2 separate regions of the Oryctolagus cuniculus genome follow, and region 1 is linked to region 2. The links are chromatin contacts, called in public Micro-C maps. All regions are on one chromosome and are shown on one strand. Each heading gives the region's core, a stretch centred on a gene start, on an enhancer-like site or on the middle of the called end of the contact. The rest is flanking DNA. Distances are from core to core; before and after follow the strand shown. Region 1 holds the start of NEMF (nuclear export mediator factor). Region 2 holds the start of L2HGDH (L-2-hydroxyglutarate dehydrogenase).

Region 1 (3,297 bases), core at 702-3,201, 410 kb after region 2:
TCTAGGTCTCCCAGTGGGTGGCAGGGATCCAGCACGGATCCCCAGGGCTGCCTGGAAATGTCTGCATTGGTGGGAAGCTGAAGTCAGGAGACAGAGCCGGGACCGATCTCGGGGGTCTTACCTGGCATTTTATCCACAAGGCCAAATGCTCTCCCAGGAATGTTTTACTGCATATTAAAGGTTGAGAAACAGCCATGGGTGCCCTAAGTCACCCATTAATAATCCACTGAAAGTTTTTGGTCGGGTCGAAGGTCAGCACACTTGCTTACAGTTTCAGGTATTTGCTTTCATATCTTCCTTTTGAAAATCAAACAATTTCCCTTTCTCCTGTTACCTCTTCTTTTTTCCACAGTTTTCAAGTATCTTTGGTTCAGAATTTTCTCAAAATAGATATATGATATTCTTAAAAATGATAGAATCCAGTAGTAATTAAAGTTCCCTTGTAATCTTTACACTTATGGGGTATTTCTAAAAAGCTCATGGAAAACTGAATTAAAAGATGTTTATTTGGCACAAAGTGTTCTGAAATCCATGCATATGAAGAAAAGCTCATGAAAAATGAGCGTTAAGAAAAAACTACACATGGATTTCAAGGGTTATTTTTTTGCACCAAAAAATTCCTTTTAACATTTCATTTTGTCCCTGTACTTTTTGAAGCCCTTTGTATCTTTACTCCTCTTAGGGATGTTCTTGAATATACCTTTGGATGCCCCTTCTTTCTCCCCAAAGTAGAAACAAAGTATTAATTAGTGGACGGGCTAACTGTCCTGCTGCAAACTTAAATTGGTATCCTGTTCCTCTCATATCTTTGTAGCGCTGCAAGGTGGGAGTTGTGCCATCAAAGAGCCCAACTTTTTCAAAAACGTGTTTCAGTGCGGAGCCTTTACACGGGCTGTTCCTATGCAAAAATAACCGCTTTGTTGGACATGCCTTAGGGGTGAGCTTAGTTGTGCAGTTAGACCTCACGCGATTGGTTTGGACCAGGGTCACCTTGACTCCCAGTCTTTCCTTCTATATCTGCCGCTGTTCTGCACGGCCGGCGACTCTGCACCGCTGGGCACCTGGCGATTCCCTGACTTCTTTCCAGCCCGCCGCCCGCTTTCTGCTTCGCACCGCCCCCTGCTGGCGGGAAGTCGCGTTGCAGCCACACTCAAGCCCGCCGCCTGCAGCCTCGGCAGCCGCCGGGCGCGGTGGCGCGCGCCTGTAGTCCCAGCTACTCGGGAGGCTGAGGCCGGAGGATCGCTTGAGTCCAGGAGTTCTGGGCTGTCGTGCGCTATGCCGATCGGGTGTCCGCACTAAGTTCGGCATCAATATGGTGACCTCCCGGGAGCGGGGGACCACCAGGTTGCCTAAGGAGGGGTGAACCGGCCCAGGTCGGAAACGGAGCAGGTCAAAACTCCCGTGCTGATCAGTAGTGGGATCGCGCCTGTGAATAGCCACTGCACTCCAGCCTGGGCAACATAGCGAGACCCTGTCTCTTTTGCGTCCTCACCCTTTAAAGTCGGCTTTTGCGACCACGCACCTATCCTGACACAACAAGCCCCCCACCCCCTTTTAAACTCTTCCTCCACACCCCACACCCTCCCGGAAATCTTGTCTTATTTTACTTCACTGCTCTCTAGCGAAAGCACTTGACTATTTCAGGTTGCGTTCATGGGGCGCCAGCTGTATACCCAGCACCACGCCGAGTGTCCAGCAACCCTACACCGCCCCTATGAAGTAGGACGTCCTTTCCGAAGGTTCCTCCTAATCGTTAAGGGTCGTCACAGGACGAACCCAAGAGTTCCGCTTCGTTACTTTTAAAAATGCCACAAGTCCCAGCACCCGGGCCGAACCGGGTGGTGGTTCTCGGTGCCGGAGCCCGGCCGCCTGCCTCCGCCGCGAAAATGGCGACGACCAGTAGGGGTCACTGTGGGGGCCGGCGCGAGTCCCCGCCTGCGGGGCGGGAAGCTATCTGGTTCCGTCCGTACGCGGTCAGGACAGCACTGCAGATCCGAGAAAACATTTTGGACCTACTCTGAATTGTTTTCGGTACCACAGAAAGGAAGTCTGAAGGCATCTTGACAGCCTTCTTCAGGCTGCTGACGCAAAGACGTTCGCTTCAAGGAATATTGGATCCTCCGGGCGGCCGTAGATGACCGCCAAGTGCGCCTGCGCGGAAGCGTCGCGGCGTCCAGTCGGGCAGTCGGCGGCGAGAACTGCGGTGGCTACCTTCGGACCTCGCCATGAAGACCCGGTTTAGCACCATTGACCTCTGCGCGGTACTCGCGGAGCTGAATGCGAGGTACGGTCTCGCAGGGGACCGCGGCTCTCGCGGGCAGCGCAGGAGGCCAGGCCGGGGCCCCGTGGTGGGAGCGAGACCAGCCTGCTGTTGGCTCTCTCCTGGTGGTGTTTTTCCCTGGACCTGGCTAGGCCGGGCTGGGCGAGTGCAGGGCGTCTTTGCGGTGGCCCGCCAGGGGCCACCTGTCGCTCCCGCAGCCCTGGTGCGTGGCTGGCGCGGCGTCTCCACTGGCCGGGCTGGGGCAGACGTGTGGGAGACCGCGAGACGCCGGAGTGGCCTCTGGCCGCGGAGCTTGGAGAGAGCAGAGGCCAGATGTCTTCGGCACCCCGCCGAGAGCGGGGGCGCCGTCCCGCTAGCCGGGTGTTAGCTGGGTTTTGCAGATCTGAACTGAGACCTGGATTGCAGGCTCGCCCCTCTGCAGCTGTGCGAGCTTTGTCAGGCTTGCAGGGGGCGCGTTTATTTTTATTCGTCTTTGCAACACATCATTGGATTAGACGTTAATGAGTTGTCCTCCACCCGCCCCCAAGAGTGTCGAGTCGTTGCAGAGATGTCTGGCTGATAGCCACTCTGTTCTCGAATGGTTGACCCCAGATCCTTAGAGCGGAAGTTCCTTTTTTCGTACCTTTAATTGTAATTTTTTGTTTCAAACTGGAGTATGATTTGTTACATGTTTTCCTTGTCTTTTCAGCTTGCTAGGAATGAGAGTAAACAATGTTTATGATGTGGATAATAAGACTTACCTTATCCGTCTTCAAAAGTAAGAACGCTTTATGTACTTTTGATTTTGGTAATTAAATATGAGATGATTGTGTGTGTGTGTGTGTTTTTTAAACCTGTACTGTGTGTCTTCTCCCAGAGGTACCGTTGGTAATATGCCCTAAAAGAAATATTTTTTTCTTCTGCAGGCCAGACTTTAAAGCTACACTCCTCCTTGAATCTGGCATACGAATTCACACAACAGAATTTGAGTGGCCAAAAAATATGATGCCGTCTAGTTTTGCTATGAAGGTAAATCT
Region 2 (3,355 bases), core at 635-3,134:
ACATGGAAGACCTAGATGGAGTTCCAGGCTTATGGCTTTTATCTGGCCAAGCCCTGGCCAACTTGGCTTTTTGCAGTGAGCCAGCAGATGGAAGATCTCTCTCTTCTCTGTCTCTCCCTCTCTCTGTGTAACTCTGCCTTTCAAACAAACAAATAAATATACTTAAAAAAAGAAAGACAAATAAATATACTTTTTAAAAGTATTTTTTAAAAAATTAAACGCACTTACCATATAACTCAGCAATTTGATTCTTGGGACTCACCCTAGAAAAACAAAACACCCATTCACACACAGTTATACATTAATGCTCATAATAGCATTATTCTAGCAACTGAAAAATGGAATCAATTCAAAATATATTTCAATGGGCAAATGGTTAAACATCCTGCAGTATATTCATATTATGGAATGTATTCCATAAAAAGGAATGGACTATTGCTATGAATACATGCAAAAATTTGGATGGATCTCAAGGGATTAGTTGACTGAAATGCTAATCTCTGAAAGTTATATACTGTACAATTACATTTCTGCAACATTCTTGAAATGACAACATTTTAGAGGGGCAGATGGGGGCCAAGCTGCACGGGGAAGCTGTTCTTATCAAAGGGGTGGGGGAGGGACTCTCGTAGTGATGAAACTGCTGTGTTGGGACCTTGGTGATGTACACCACAGTCTACATACGTGGCAACACGTAATCTAATGGTGCACACAGAAATGCTAAACTCAGAAAATCTGAGTAAAATCAATGGGTTCTGCCAGCGTCGAGAGCCTGGTTATGATATTATACTCCAGTTAGGCAAGATGGGGAGACAGAGTGAAAAATACACAGGATTTCTATTGTTAACAACTGTTAATCTACAACCATCTCAAAAAGTTGAATGTTTACAACATTTTTTTTCCAACCGTGATGGAACAAGCAGGCAACATGCTACATTGTTCTCACCAAAAAATCAAAATATGCTGTCCTGGTAGTGAACAGCTGCGGGTTATCTAATTCTTCACTTGGCTCAGGACCCGAGAAGCCTCAGGCTCCTGTCATCTGCTGGGTGTGTGTGTGGAGGGGGGTCCATCTCACTGAGGATCTGTGGACAGTCCTAGACAGGTGAACTGGCTTCCCAGAGCCACCTTGTTAGCGACCTGACCAGGCAAGTCAAGCCCTTCCGGCCAGAGCTGTCGCTACCCTATTCATGATCTGTGCAGCTGCGTGGACTCTATGGATTCCAAACTGCCAGCGAGCACCGAAAACGGGTGTTAAACTAGCACGGAGACAGAGAACCACACATTTTTAGTAAGAAAGTGCCTTAGAGCCTACGTAGCTCATCACCCGCACATTACAGGTAAGGAAACAGAGGTGAGCCGACCTGTACAAGGTGAATTTACAACTGTATGTTGGCCCAGGATTTCAGAAAAAGGCACAGACTGATGAACGCTATAGACCAAGCTCTCTGTCCATCCAGTCCCCAGTGCCCCGCCCAGAACTGAGTATTTACAAGGAGAATCAGTCACTGATTATGAGCCGCCGCCAGTGACCTCATAAAAGAAAAGTCTACAAGGGGCCTCCCTCCAGCCGGGGCGCCCCTGTTGGGTGGACCCTGGGTTCGGTGTGGGCCGGGCCATGTCCAGCCTTGGGCCTGCAGCTGCCCGCAGGGGGCAGGTCGAGCGGGGAAGGGGAGCCGCTGGACGCGCCCAAGAGTTTTCACCAAAATCGCGCCCAGACTTTCTCCCGCTCTGCGGGAAGGATCGGTGGCGCGCGACCCGGCGGGCCAGGTTTTCAGTCAGCTCAGCACCGCGAGAAGGGACGGGCAGAGGTGTGACCACCACCGCCGGCCGACCCCGCCCCGCTCGCGGCCTAGCTCCGCTACTCACAGCGTCGGAGAGAACCAGTGAGCCACCGTCCCCGGCGTCTACGGCGCCGGCCTGCCCTGCGCCCTCCGCTGCGCGCGCCTATTGGCCACCGGCGCCTTCCCACGTGGGCCAAAGGCGCAACCCTCATTGGTCCCTGCTCGAGGGGCGGAGCCAGAAAGAGCACGCCCGGGAGCCGACTGGAGTTCAGGCTGAGAGGAGAGGAGGGGGCTCAGGCGATGGTGGCGGCGCTGCGTTATCTAGGGGGGGCCTGCAGAGGGGCCCGCGGGGCTCTCCGCGGGGGCTTCCCCAGGGAGTGCGGACCAGCGTGGCGGAAGCCCTGGTCTCTGTGCAGAGGTGACCGTAGCGCCAGCAGCAGGTGAGTGGCCGGTGGCCCGCCCTCGCCGCCTTCGCTGCTGTTGCTTGTCTCCGAGGTGCCCTGTGCTAGACCTAGGCCCCTGCTCCTACTTCCCTGTCCCAGGCGTGAGGAAGTCGGGATCCTGTGTGGAGCTCCAGCCTGGAAAGCCAGGAGCTGGCAACCTGCAGGGTTCGTCTGTTGCATTTCTGGGCGCGAGGTCAGGCGGTGTTGAACAGAGGTCAAGAGCGAGTGTGGCGTTGGCCACAGCCCCTTGGTTCTGCCCTGGGCGGGTTCCTTACCCGCCTTAGAGGATCGGTTGTGGATAGGATCTTAGTGTCTCCCGTAGGGGGTCGATTTGAAGAGAAAAGGCCCTGGCGCACAGGAAGCGTCCCTGGTGGTGCTTGGAAGAGCTGGAGTCTGTGTTAATTCTTTCAGCTCCTGGGGCCCGCTGCCTGGAGCTGCCCCTGTCGGAAGCAGCTCCGTTGCTCATCAGAGTCTGCAGAATGCAGCGTCTTGTGACGAAGCTGGGGGTCACATTCCAGACCCGCTGTCTGCCTTTGCTCTCTGGCGAAGGAGCGGGTCGTGCCGGACGGTGGGCTCCGTGGGTGTGAACAGAGCTTGTTCGAAGACAGATGGCGTTGCATGACGTAGGAGAGGGGCTGTATCGCAGCACGGCTTTAATTTTATTCTAAGAACCACAAGAAACGGTTTTAAGGAGGCCAGGGTGATTAAAGGTTGCTATTTGAAAAGTTAACTCTGGCTTCTGTGTGTCAGTGGATTGGAGGGGAATTAGAATGAGATAATCGTTAATAGCCCTGGGATTGTGGGATCTGTAGACAATTAAGAAACGTTTTCATTAAGGGAAGAAATCTAGGATTACTGAAGTTTTTAAAATATTTTTTATTTTGAAAATGATTATATATTCATAGGAAGTTGCAAAATAGTAGAGAAGTCCCATGTTGTCTTCAACCCCCATTTACCCCAATGATAACATCTAATTTAATACAGTGCCAAAGTCAGGATATTGCCGTTGGCACAGTCTGTGGATTTTGTTCAGATTTCATTAATTTGCATGCATTTGTTTGTGTGTAGATCTATGCAATTTAATCATACATGTTAATTTGCATGAACACCACTTTAGTCAAGATAAAG

Evidence for each region. Hi-C and Micro-C count contacts between places; a contact is called where the count stands out from the background.
Region 1: a Micro-C map of ear pinna shows a contact between it and region 2, with 5 times the contacts expected there. The contact joins the promoter of NEMF here to the promoter of L2HGDH in region 2. A contact is called at or near these places in 2 of 6 Hi-C or Micro-C datasets (ear pinna and skin fibroblasts).

What each region holds. Positions count from the first base shown.
Region 1 is chr12:26,230,810-26,234,106 of mOryCun1.1, forward strand. NEMF (nuclear export mediator factor) reads left to right here and starts at 1,952. Exons shown (of 33, transcript XM_070053688.1): 1 at 1,952-2,284; 2 at 2,970-3,038; 3 at 3,187-3,289. The coding sequence starts at 2,226. It also overlaps RN7SL1.
Region 2 is chr12:25,821,254-25,824,608 of mOryCun1.1, forward strand. It overlaps L2HGDH (L-2-hydroxyglutarate dehydrogenase), which reads left to right and starts at 1,885. Exons shown (of 10, transcript XM_002718232.5): 1 at 1,885-2,224. The coding sequence starts at 2,085. DMAC2L (distal membrane arm assembly component 2 like) reads right to left here and starts at 2,641. Exons shown (of 6, transcript XM_008269635.4): 1 at 2,503-2,641; 2 at 229-263.